Regions from separate parts of the Bicyclus anynana genome. Here region 1 is linked to region 2. Evidence: chromatin contacts called from public Hi-C data. All regions are on one chromosome and are shown on one strand. Each heading gives the region's core, a stretch centred on a gene start, on an enhancer-like site or on the middle of the called end of the contact. The rest is flanking DNA. Distances are from core to core; before and after follow the strand shown.

Region 1 (6,703 bases), core at 3,980-6,479, 40 kb after region 2:
GTCGCGAAGTATCTACAGTGTGGTAACATAATTCTGGTGCCATATTTATTTTTTACCAAAGTCGTAAAACATTAGGAATTACCAAAACCAAAAAAACATTAGAAGTATTATAAGTCGTATGCGGTTGGCGGTAAACCCTGACTTACTTGTTTCGTCGTTTCTTGTGACCGTGACGTTACGAAATGTAAGTAATAATGCCGGAAACATACTTTTATTTTACACTCCACAGCTAGCTGACGTTACTATATATTATTGTATTATGATTATTTGAAAGTATAAGTGTTTATACTTCAGTCGCAGGGCCGGACCGTCCATACGGCGAACGGAGCGGTCGCTCCAGGCGCCAAATCCTAGGGGGCGCCGAAATGGTAAAGACAAGACCGAAAAGAAATTTATTTCTTTTCAATTTCAAACCTCCTCCGTTTTTTGAAGTCGGTTAAAAATGTATGACATTCCGATATACGTTAGGCTACGAACTTTTCAAACGTCTCTAGTATATAATGTTAGGAGCAAACAGGAAAGGCGCCATAATTGGATCTCGCTCCATTCTAAAATTTACCTCGGTCCGGCGCTGTTCAGTCGTATGCAAAAAAGACTTAATATACTTGGGTAGTAGGTAGCAGTGCCATCTACTATCTATATCAACAAATAAGAAGCTTTTATTCTAGTTTCACTGTTCATCTAAAAGCTGAAGTTCTTCGGGGCCCATCAGGCAATGCTTCTGCGCTCGCCCAAAATCCTCCCTGACAATGCCGAGGTTTCATTAAGAAGCCTACGGCACTTACAAGTACATAATCAGAAAAGTAATAAAGGTACTAAGAGCATTTTCATATAATTTCAGCATTTATAATACGCTTAGTACCTCGTTTTGGATCGATGCTATCAGCCAGCCATCATCCCACGTGTTGGTCGATCACAAGTTCACAGTTTTATCGGATGTCAAGCCGTTAGTGCTTATAGGCTCGTGGACTTATCGGATGGTGAGTGGCTTGCATTAGAGTTTTTCATCCAAATTAAACGGAAGTAGAAGTAAAGCAATATAATAAGGTATTATATTAATTTAACTAAATGTTTAGCAACGTAAAAGTACAAGATGAAGATGCAGAATTTGTATCGAATTTGCTGACAGTTAGACTGATAGAAAGTCGGGCAAACACGCAATCATCACAGAATCAGACAGTTCGTCGCAATGACTTGTAAAAATTTAGGATCCGGTGAGTCATCAGTTTTTTCGTATCACCATGTGTAGGCAGCAGGTAGCACAACACAGCTATGGTATTTTTTATTTGATGACATTATCATATCAAATTAATGTTTGAGTATGTTTTTTCTTTTATATCATAATCTGGGACTCAGCTACAATAACGCCTGATAGTACCTAACGGTGGTGCCAATGGTGGATCGTGCTTGACTATAGATCCTTAGGGATTTTAACGCTATTTACTCTTGGTTTAAAGATACCACATTGAAGGTAGCGGATTTAATGAATGTTAGAAGAGCATTCCATTTATTTGGAGATATAATAAGGAAAGAGGAACTCCGTCCTTCCGCACCACAACACGAAAGCACAAGTTCTTTGCTGGAGTAGAGAGAGTAGACGTGTGTTGCCTACTCTTTTTTTTAACCTTCAGGAGGGGAAATCCTTATGGTCACCCTAAAGGGTAGTGCCGGACTCTTTCGGTTAAAACCCCTTTTGCCGCCTTGTTAGCGGTGTACCCGCCTTTCAGCCAATAACACAGTAACGTTTTCGTCTATGTCTTAAGTTGTTGTTGTTGTTGTTTTCCTCCTCTTATCCTCCTGCTCCTTTTCCTCTATAATATTATCAAGGAGGTTACTAATGATTTTCCAGTTAGGTAGTATATTTTCTACACATAATTCCACCTTTGCAGAAACTTCTCTCCTGTCATTTTCCTACTTTCCACAGTGCAATATGGTGTGAATTGCATCACCGATATTGTTGCAGTAGATTGCGACTGTTCTTTTACCGATAAATGCAAGGTAGCACACAAAAACACCATCTCCGGTGAATCACTGTGTAAGTCGGTATGACATTCGGCCATGCTTTCTGCTGATCCATTGTTCAAGATCAGGAATGGTATGTCCGTCTAAGTTATACCTACTCTAACCGGGTGCATAATAAATAGCCCTAGATCTAGATGTACCAGAACATGCTTAATTCTGCCTCTTGGCATTAATCTGCATACATCTGTGTCCCGGAACGTAGGTGACCGCATAATAATAAATATTTAGGTACCTACAGTTAATACATGTGTTTTTCCTGCTTAACTCAACGTTAGTATAGATACTTTACTTGCCTAGCCTTGGGACTGTAGGTAAATAATATAAACACAATGTTTTCTAAAACATTAAAATATGCACAATAATTGGATACATTATTTCAGTGTCAGTTGGATAAATAGCAACTTCCATCCTAATTTTATAAATGCGGAAGTAAATCTGTCCTTTACCTTTATACGGGTAAGCTGCTGAATCGATTTTGATGAATTTTGATAGAGCGATTAACGGAACCTTGGAGCAGAACATGCTACTGTTTAAAATGCAAGTAAGTAGGTATGACTTTTTTTAAATACTCTCAATATTTATGTCTCTGATCATATATTATTTATGTCTAAAAATTACTGATTCTACTAGATTCATACAAAGTTACAACTGTCTAGTATTTTTCCATCTTACTAAGTATATAGTATAATAACTACTAAAGGAATAAATTGAGTGTTAATACGCTATAAACCTACAGTTTACAGTTGCGATAACGTTAATGTACTTTATTGGTACTAGCGGATGCTCGCAACTTCACTCATAGCTGTATCCATTAAGTCAGCCATTGACGATCCAGTAATCTCACATGCCTGCAGCGCTAACGGCTTGACGCCCGATAAAACCGATAGTGTGTTAGTCGCGATCGGCATGAATGTTAAACGCATCGCGTCCAACACACGATCAGTTTTATCGGACGTCAAGCCGTTAGCGCTACAGGCATGTTTACTTGATCGTCAGTGGCTGATATTAGAATTTCAAGTAATAGTAGCGCTTTTTATCTATCTATGCGTATAATAAAACTTGTCGATTTCTATAAACTTCTTCGCAATTTGAGATTTTACATATACCATTTGTAACAGCAAACGTTAGCGTGGCATAAAGGAAGCCAGCGCCATCTAGAATCTATACTTATAATACGACTTCTGTACATTTTGTACATTCTGTACATTGAAGATATTTTGAAAAATTTTGTTGGGTGGGATTATATAATACTGAAGCTAAAAATATTTTTTTCGAATTTTTTGTCTGTCCGTGTTTTTTTGTTATTCGGGTATCACTGAAACTACTGAATGAATTCAAATGATGATTTTAAACTAATGATTTTAAAATTTTGAATTCAAATGAAACTTGATTTTGATTTTGAATTCAAATGAAACTTGGCACGGCATAATACCATAATACGAAGAAGGTTATAGGATACTTTTAATTGCGAAAATAAAATGAGAAGAGTGTGAAATAGGGGTTGAAAGTTTGTATGGAAAGTCCATCATTTTGAGTTACAGTTTTAAAAAATTTGATCATGAATCATAAAAAAATACGAAATATAATGTAATTCAAAATTTTTTTAAAATCAACCCATAAAGTGGTGAAATAGGGCTTGAAAGTTTACATTGATTTCCACGCGAACGAAGTCGCGGGCGTCCGCTAGTAACCAAATATAATATATCTTTTGTTCTGTAATAGTATAGAAGCACACATAGATTAGTAATATAGCAGATAGTAAGTATTACGTAGGCAGTTATTCGATACCTAACACCACCAGACCGAGCGGAAAAACGCAAAATCACAGAGGCAATCAATAACACCAATTGAAAGCAAAAGGAAGTTTCAGCTGAACGTTGTAAGCCGCTACACAATGGCGCTCCGCTTCGCTCGTAATCGTAAACCAAACAACCGAACGGCCTCACTTTTACTTTCCGTCGAGCGTTTGCAGTGTTCTAGAATGCTTATGGTCTAAGCCTGTGATGACCAGATCTTTGCCATCTTTTTTTTTAATTTAGCACATATTTTGGTATCACACTAATATTATAAAGGCGAAAGTTTGTAAGTGTGTAGGCGTGTATATGTTTGTTTCTTCTTTGCGCTGCTGCTACTGAAGCGATTTGGCTGATTGGAATGGAAATAGATTTACTCTAGATTAACTCATAGGCTACTTTTCTTCTCGGAAAAATCCATGGTTCCTGCGTGTGAAAAACTGAATTCTATGTCCGCTATGACTAATATTCCTGTCCCTCCCCATTACTTAGTCGAAAAAACTGTGTTAGAAGTGGGTACGACATCTTAGCGTGCGGAGTTCGAACCCGGGACCTCTCGGCGTGAGTCCGGCGCTTTTGATGTTGAAAATTGAAACTTCAATCTTAAAAAAGCTAATTTGTCAGGCTATCGTAGGAAGTATGATGGTAGGCTGGTAGGTAGGTTTTGGAGGTAGCAGGTAACATAGGTCCATCAATCGTTCAAGATTATAGCATTATTTAACATACGAGTACAATTGGTCTACCTACAAATTGACGGAAATATCCATGCAACATTGGTTCCACTTCATCAAATTGTCCTTTTCGTAAGCAAATGCCTGACTTACCTACCTAAAGTGTTTTTCAGATAGCATGGTGCGGGTGACTGTTAGTTTCGCTCTTGTAAGTTGGCCGCGTTTCGCGATAATAAGACAAAATACAAACATACGTAGATATTTTTTTTTGTAAATATCAAAATGTAGATAGATAAAGAATTACTACTTAATTACATAGTCAAACTCGGATTTATAAAGGCGACAATAATAATTAAATTCTTATTGCTGTTCTGATGAGTTTAATTGGAGTTGTTTTATTTTAACAAAAAATAATAGGTAAAGTAAAATGAATTATTATCTTATAACAAAATAAAATAATATAACTATTAAATTGATTACTACTTCACTTATGAATAAAAACAACATTAAATAATAATATATAATTAAAATTATAAGTATTCAACAAAGATTTACATTAATCAAGAATAATCTCTCAATAACTTACTGCCATTTTCTCTTATCATTCAGTTTCAGGGAAGCGGAATTTCCCATCTTAGTTTATTCACTTACAGTTTTTTTTATTTAACACTTAACATGAACTTATAAAACAAGGTAACAAAGAATTAAGTTAACGCGTCTTATCGTACCAACATCACGATTTACTGTAATAGTTAGGTGGTATGAGCGCAGGTAAACCTGCAATCGTCAGTGACCGTGAATTCCCTTCCCTTGATTATTATGTTCTTGGTATAGTTTTTGTAGGAACTTCCAATTACTAATCCATACAAAAAAACTATTTCAGACTTGTTTTACGCTGAAGCACCCGGTTAATCGATGATCCATGAAAAATATTTCAGGCGGTTTTGAGTCTATTTAACACTAGATGGCGTGATTATTAACTCAGTAAATACTTATAAAATAAGATAAATGAAGTCGGTTAGAGATCGACATCGTCAGTCTATCTAAGGTTTATTGGCAGACCCAGACCTAATCCCAAACCAAATCGTTTCTCCCACCTTTATGGTAGACCTCAAAAGGTGGGAGAGGCGATTTGGAACACCCGCTACGTACGGCTTAGTGTCATATTGTTAGACTTTGAAACCATCACTATCATCTATCAGATCAGAATTTTAATGGAAATGATCGGGACCGACTAGTCTTAACTTACTTTCCGAGGCATGGAGGAGTGACACCACCAACCTGCGACTGCAAAGGTTTCGGCTATTAATTGAGCGAAAAATAATAAGTGCTTAGACTAAAGTAAAACTTCTTTATCTCTCCATCTTATCGTCCGTTCGCCTCGCCCGATTACACTTTTCGTAACGCATTCACCAGCTTATTCCCTAAGTCAAGCGGGCTTATAGAAGTATTGCTCCAAAAATCCAATATTTCATAGTCCGGCCTGAGAAATCAACCCTGGAAAGAACCTTATTATATTTTTTTCCTATATTGGGATATATAGTCTTTTCCCGATTCAGGGTATTGTTCGCTTCTTGGTATTTCTTGGTATTCTTGGTATTGGCAACTCTGCTTCCAGTCCTAAACCTCATTGACATTTGACAATTGACAATGACATTGACGTATGACATTAGTTATAGTGATCTGTGCGTGACGTTAACAAATGACCAAAAATTGGAGGTTATAAATTAGAATAAATATTTTTAAAATATTCATAAAGTAATGAAACAATTAATTAATTACTATAATTAAAAGAGGGAATCATAAAACAAATTTCAGTTATTTTAGGCCCCGATTATTCTCACAATATGAAGAAAGAAGGTAAGGAATTTTGAAGTGGAAATGTGAAAACTTGATTATTACTTATTATATTTTATTAATTAAATTTGAATATTACAGAAGTGCAAGAAATATTTTTAAAAATCCTTGAGGAAGAGGCAGACGTTTCGGCTGGTGTGGCTGCGATAAAAACACTTCTAACTGTTATAGAAAAGTATAAAGGTAAAGTCATAAATAAACCACTGTGCTTACTTCTGTCATAAATTTCGTGAAATTAGAAGAAGAAATACTTTATTGCACACAAAAAAAAAACAATAAATAAAAACATTAAAAAAAAAATTACTAAAATGCTTTGATTTGATGATGCAATTATGCGAAATATTGTATTACACCTGCTTT
Region 2 (7,104 bases), core at 4,126-6,625:
CTGTTAAATATTCTTTTCCACGTTTTATTTAATTAATTTTACGCTCATAGCGAAATCTGGTCATTAAAACTTGTATCTGTATGTAAAACTTGTTGTTTTGCGTACAACAATATGACATCAATTGATGCATCGCGCATTTTGTCTAGACTAAATTACTATAGCCAACCCAATATATAAAGTCCTCCCCTCGCAGTACAGGTGCAGGGTATGAGGACTGGCGGGAGTGAATGAGAAACAGACAGCAAAGGCATATCATTTTCAATATAGCGTGCATCCGCCTCGCACCCCTCTCGCACTCCTCTATTGTCACACCCCGCACGATTAGACGTCCAAAACACGTCCTTAAGATGACAAAAACTACTTCCCAAGCAACACAAGTGACGTCAAATATCAAGGTCACCGATAGGGTGATCTGTCACCATATTGTGCTTTTTAACTCACAATCTCAGGGGCGTCTGAACTGATACAATCACGCCTAATCTCCCTACCAGAACGGTCCTCTAAGCCGGGGTGCGAGTCTCAGAGGAGGCGCCCTTAGAGTCGTCCCGCCCATGTATTCTGCTTCAGCCTTCGGGCTCCATCAGGCGATGCTTCTGCGTTCACCCCGGTGATGCCGCTGAGGTCCCATTTAAAGCCTAAGGCACTAACATTATTTAAAAAAAAACTGCGCTGGCGTGGAGTCTGTTATGCGGTTTCTATATAATTTTCATTAACAAATAAATCATGTCTGTTTGATTAGTATACGTTTGAGTATAGGCCAAAGCGTAACCTTTCCTTTCTATTCGACTAAGTTAAAAGCGAGATGTCCTTTATTAGACTTACTGCTATTGGCATATTTGCTCAGTAATTTTGAATATTTTTTCCACTCTATATGCATTAGACGCGCGGCTGTTTGAAAATAATTAAAAGTTGTAATGACCGTATTTTGTTCTATTAGGCAGCGTAAAGTTGGAATGATTGCACTGTTCTCACAAAGTTTGAAGCATTGACAAGTAAATTAGCATGAATTCACTCATAGTTCACATTCATAGTGTTTATTTAAAAATCATAATATCATTTAGTTCATATCACTGTCATGTTTGATTCATGTTCATGTGTTCCTTTATTTTTATTTAGCAAATTATCACAATTATTTGCTGAAGTTGAGGCAGCTTGTACGCTGGCTTGATTTACTATTGCTAGAAATATATTATTCCTATGTCAATAATAATTATATTACTGCTATTGTTAATTAATTTTGTTTAAGCTCTATAATCTATATATTGTAAGGCAAAGCCCCTGCCGTGTCTGTTTGTCTGAAGTTATTAACTTGAAACTTGTGAACGGATTTTAGTGTGTTTAGTGAACAGCTAAGATTAAAAAAAATTAATTAAGGGCTTACTGCTTGAAAATGTATAAATCATGCCAACATGGAGGTTTACTGATGTGGCGTGAAAATAATTGTTATACATACTTCTTATTATTTATTGAATTGAACTTTCCTGCAATTCATCTAGAACCACAGAATAGCAAATATACCCAATAGTTATTGATAAATAGCGAGATATATATATACGTAGATCTTTCTTTATATATCTTATTCTATATGTCGGGGCTGACTTCTCAAGCTATATCTACCACAGAAGTCTCTGAAGTCACGGAGCGTAGACCGAGAACCTCAGGACGTCTGTCAACATAAACATCAACATCAACATAAACATCTATATATATATAAAAGAAAGTCGTGTTAGTTACTCCACTTATAACTCTAGAACGGCTGAACCGATTTAGCTGAAAATTGGCAGGGAAGTAGTTTAGAGCCAGGAGAAGGACATAGGATACTTTTTACTTTTTTTATATACTTTTTGGGTAGGGTAGGGGTAGGGTAGAGGTAGTTGAAAGTTTACATCGAGTTTCACGCGGACGAAGTCGCGGGCGTCCGCTAGTTTTAAATAGAATTGAATTGTAATTATTCTATTCTATTTAAAATGTTTATGAATTAATACGAGTAACTATGAACTTCTCAAATATTAATCTATGTGCGATCGATGTGGATGTTCGGATGTTCTGAGGTTCTCTGTCTACGCTCCGTGACTTCAGTGACTTCTGTGGTAGATGTAGCTTGAGTGGTCAGCCCCGACATATATATACAGGGTATATTCATGGAATGATAATATTATGCAGTAAGTATAACAGTGATATTAATCAGTAACCGATTGTGTTGCAGGCAATGACCGCGCGCGGTGCAACGGTGAGAGCTCGGGCTCGCGTGAGCGCTCGCACTCGCTCAGCAGGTGAGGCGCCCGCCCGCGCCTGACCGTGCCCTGACCGTGCGCAGACCGTGCCCTGACCGTACCGCACCGGCCGGACCGGCCCGTCTATACATACAATGTACATTTGTTATGAAGTGATAAGTGATATAATTTGAACTGCGTAATTATAGGCTTTATTTTGTTGTGAAACGGTACTTCTCAATTTGTATTTATAAAAGTAATGATTAATGAAATAATTATCTTTAATAAAGACTGTTGGTCTGTAAAATATTTTCTTTCATTTTACATTCGGCAAAGTCCCTTTGTTGTAGTCAAACTATTAAAATTGCTTTTAATTCTTAACAGAAAATAGCAAAAGTTAACAAACTTCACCAAATATATTACTTTAGTTACAAATTTTCCTATTGACCTTTACTTTATTGTTATACTCGTACATAATAATAATACTTTATTGTTGTACTCGTAATAAGAGGGCAAATACTTTTGGCTGTACAATTTTTTCAAATATCGAAAATTCATCAGAAAGGATGAATTAATTTTAAAATTTTTGTCTGTCTATATAAATCTCCTATCTCCAGAACTACTAAACGGATATGCACGCTGCTTTCAAAAATCTTTATAACTCCTGTGTTTCTAATTATGTAAATTGTAAACAAATATTAAAAAGAGGTAACACATTTTAATTTTTTCGTTACGTATAACAGTTCGACTGTACAGTTAAAACTGAAGGTCTGTATCCCGCATTGGAAAACTTTTTATCCCTGTATTCCCATGGGAACGGAAAATGCGGGGCGTTTGTTAACATATTTTCAATGAAGTATAGGAAGGTTTAGAAGGGTTACCCGTGATAGCCCAGTGGATATGACCTCTGCCTCCGATTCCGGAGGGTGTGGGTTCGAATCCGGTCCGGGGCATGCAACTCAAACTTTTCAGTTGAGTGCATTTTAAGAAATTAAATATCACGTGTCAATCGGTGAAGGAAACCTGCATACTAGAGAATTATCTTAATTCTCTGCGTGTGTGAAGTCTGCCAATCCGCATTGGGCCAGCGTGGCGGACTATTGGCCCCTCTCATTCTGAGAGGAGACTCGAGCTCAGCAGTGAGCCGAATATGGGTTGATGACGAATAGGAAGGTTGCCGTTTGGGAAGGGTATAAAAAAGACAAATGTGCATTAATGACATTTTATTTTCATCCTTTTACAAATTTAAAACAATATTGCGTCAATTTCAAACATTTTTGTCAAATAAACCTACAACGTTCATCGCCATTGAAAATAATTTAATACAAAATAAATTAATGTCAATTTATAAATTGGTTAGGAAACAATAAAAAAATTTAAAAAAACATTGAACAAATCTGAATAAATCACTTGCGCATTAGTCTCTGAACTCCTCAACGTATCACAAAACCTCTTCACAAATAAATAGTACATTTTAGTTACTATATACATATAAAAAACAAACCAGAACTATTAATGAATGTGCTGAAGTAATATTGGACTTTGTGATCTGATGTTGTCACTCCCCGTGAACGATCAAACGTGTTTGTCAAACAATTTGATCTTCTCCGGATTTTTTTGCAGATTGTCAAACATTACCTAATAAAATAGTCAAGTTTTGACAAGAAACTTTGTCAATCATGTTTGATCGTTAACTTTGTGCGCCGTTTTTATAACGCCGGCTATACACGTTGGCCTTATGACAACTGGTCCAACGTATGAATCTAGAAATTGACATGTTGGTCCTAGAAGTACTTCTAAATCCACAAATTGGACTTGTTTTAGGACCGATGTATGCAGCCGGCGCGCGCGGGCGTGAGAGATGACCACAGAATAAGGTCCTACAATACAGATTTTATAAGCGATCATAATATTAATAATTTTGAATGGCTGTACAGTGTAATACCTTTGCCTTTTCCCCATGGGAAAGAATAAAAAAAAAAAATATTAATAATTTTGAGTTCTACGACAGCATTGGAATCGCGCAATTTAACGTCTATTTCCATCATGCTTTACGAATTTTTCAAGACAAATAAAATCGCCTATTACTGAAACTAAAATTTTTGTGTAACCTTTATAACACTTTAATATAGTTAACTAAAATAAAGAAACATTAAAATTTAAAAATTGGAATGTTCAACTGTATTATCCTCATTTATAAATAGACAAAGATCAAGTAGCCTAATTGTCAATAATATAAATTAATTTCTTAGGTATACATAAGACTATGTATTGCTCATATAATTTTTCCCCACATCACAATTTATTTGTTCATCATAGCCGTTAACTTACAAATATAAACGTACATACACGTCGCATCATATCAAAATTTGTAGACGTGCAATAAATTTATTCTTGTATTCAAATAAAATTTACAACACTTGAATAGAAATACTTAGGTAAAAAATATATCACGTCATATCACAATCAAAATAGATTCGGCGTCACAGCTTGGCATTGCACTACTGCCAAGTCTTTGAATGTTTATTACATTACTTTTCTAATTCGTTTAATATTAATTGCTTATCGTATTTTACATCTGAACAACTCGCGGCAATTATCCAAAATTAAAATTTGCTAAAAAATATTGCCTTCAAACATTTTCAGTAGCATCAAAAGATATTTAAGTCAAATGAAATGCACTATGAACATTTTTATTGCTTCATCGCGATTATATTGACACTCTGCTTTAAGCCTTGGTAACTTTTATATAGGTACACAGATTAAATACAGTAACATCATTAAATATTAATAAATATATTGCTTAATACGTCCCAAAAAACGCTGCTGTCGCTTAATTTTTTTTTATTTGTTTTCAAAAATTTTCAACAATTTTAATAAGTAAATAGGATATATTTAAGTTACAGCAGCGAATATGCATCCTACATAATGATCCCAGGTTACTCATTTAATGTATGGATTTAAAAACAAGAAAAAAATACAAAAAAAATATTAAAAAAATAATCATGACAATCTGTATTTGTATCCAAATTACATAATTTTTTTTTTATTGATTTAAATTAACATTTTTGTTATCACCTTGGATCGAGTATGAGGACGCAAGTACCAGGATGTCATAGACGGGAGGCGCTATAAGTTCTCATACTGCGGCAGTCTACATGGCGTGCACTTGCGGCCCGCTGTAGTCGTCGGGCCACGAGTACACGGGCGGCAGAGCGGGCGTGTACACCGAGTCGTACATTTGCGCGCGAATGAACGCCTCCATATCGATTGGCTGTGGTTGAACTGATGCTTTACCTATAAAAAATATTTAAAAAAATATATCTCAAAAAAGAAAACAACTTAGCCTGCCAATTAACTCGGTCTAAATTGTGTCTAAAAGAGTTTGATTAGTAAGCCTGGTTGTTTATTTTTTTCATAAAATTAAAAAATGTGTGTGTCAGGTCTGACGCACGAATGGAGTTTACTCTTTCAGATCGACTGTCTAAATAGGTGTATGTTGCTCCGCAGCATACACTATGTTCGTTTCAATACCTTACGCCTGAAAAGTGAAAGGTGCGCGCAATCGAGGATCAATAGGCCGTTTGAAGGCGCAGCGCACGGTGAAAGGTGCGCAGAATAGGTTGCGCACAAAAAACGTAACGCTGTCATTGGTTCATCGAATTTTACTGCCCATATTTTTTCATACCGGGGGCTATATGTGAAAAAATTGATTCTTAAGGAGTAAACTCCAATAAAAAAAAGTATCAAGAAGTATAATAATATTATATTCTTACCAGTAGTGTACGCGTGTTCCATGACTTTCTTGGCGATTCTGACCGAACACTCCTGAATGTCTTCAAGCGGCGGGTACAAGCTGCCGTGGTCCAGATTCTCTTGCGACACCACTTCAGCGAGAGCCTGAAACACAAATATTTTACACAATTTTGCCAAAACTCATCTATTCCCACTACCTGAATGATATCATCTGCCGTTGCCGACCGTCTCATTGGTTTTCCATCATTTATTTTCCCTATCGGGTCATTTCATCGTGTGGGTCATCTTTTGTCCACATATCTTGAAATGTGTTCGGGCATTGCATGGTTAGAGAGACAGTGACTTTCCTTTTTGTGTAATGGTCACATTGATCATTTATTATTTTTTTTCACATACACTACATTAATTTCGTTAGTGCCAGTAGTTAGTAACTCACCTCAGCAGCGAGCAGCATAAAGTCCTCCGAGATGTCGACGAGGCCGGCGCACAGGATGCCGAGCGCGAGGCCGGGGAAGATGTACGCGTTGTTGCCCTGTCCGGGCCGCAGCACGCGCCCGTCCTTCGTGCGGTAGTCCGGGAATGGCGAGCCTGACGCGAAGATCGCGCGCTCCTGCACCGGATATATTACGTCAATCATTTTTAGGAAATAATAGGTATTCTTCATCCAACCTTAGATATGTCTAACCATTCGTTTAAGGTACTCTGAAAAGACCTAGAGTCCTAGAGTATCGAGGAGTGGGTACAACTATAGCCAATGGTTCAGATATCTAGACCTCTCGGATTTGAAACCGACTTTTACCGTGGAGATCTACTGAAGCTATGTTTGATGTCAGAAATATCTTGTGTGGCGGCCCAGTCAGAGAGACAGTTTGCTTAGTTGGCAATGCGTTAACACATTTTTTCTACACACCTTGAATTTTTTGGATGAGAAACTTCAAGACAAAACGTAACTTTGCGATGTTACGTTTGTGAAGTATCTAGGTACGACAACTTATACTTAGGCAGCGTGTCCTAACCCTTTGCATTCTGAGAGCACACGGCAAGAGATGCCTGTTTAATGACTCTACTACCAGATCAGAACACCTGAAAAGAGCCGTCAATAAACTCTTATTCTTTACAAGTTAGCCCTTGACTA

What was found. Hi-C and Micro-C count contacts between places; a contact is called where the count stands out from the background.
Region 1: a Hi-C map of whole larva shows a contact between it and region 2, with 1.7 times the contacts expected there. The contact joins the promoter of LOC112049783 here to the enhancer-like site in region 2. A contact is called at or near these places in 2 of 2 Hi-C or Micro-C datasets (whole body and whole larva).

What each region holds. Positions count from the first base shown.
Region 1 is chr10:3,856,002-3,862,704 of ilBicAnyn1.1, forward strand. It overlaps LOC112049783 (NADP-dependent malic enzyme), which reads right to left and starts at 5,230. Exons shown (of 12, transcript XM_024087822.2): 1 at 5,073-5,230. The coding sequence starts at 5,119. It overlaps LOC112049772 (translation initiation factor eIF-2B subunit alpha), which reads left to right and starts at 6,163. Exons shown (of 7, transcript XM_024087803.2): 1 at 6,163-6,346; 2 at 6,425-6,526. The coding sequence starts at 6,334.
Region 2 is chr10:3,815,691-3,822,794 of ilBicAnyn1.1, forward strand. It overlaps LOC112049783 (NADP-dependent malic enzyme), which reads right to left. Exons shown (of 12, transcript XM_024087822.2): 10 at 6,406-6,579; 11 at 5,990-6,113; 12 at 3,422-5,510. The coding sequence ends at 5,368. It overlaps LOC112049794 (dual specificity protein kinase CLK2), which reads left to right. Exons shown (of 13, transcript XM_052883910.1): 13 at 2,207-2,520. The coding sequence ends at 2,277. Among protein-coding and RNA genes, the nearest start is that of LOC112049783, 42 kb to the right of the region's middle. Within about 2 kb of position 5,376, at least 6 of the 8 cell types and tissues checked have open chromatin away from gene starts, as enhancers often do.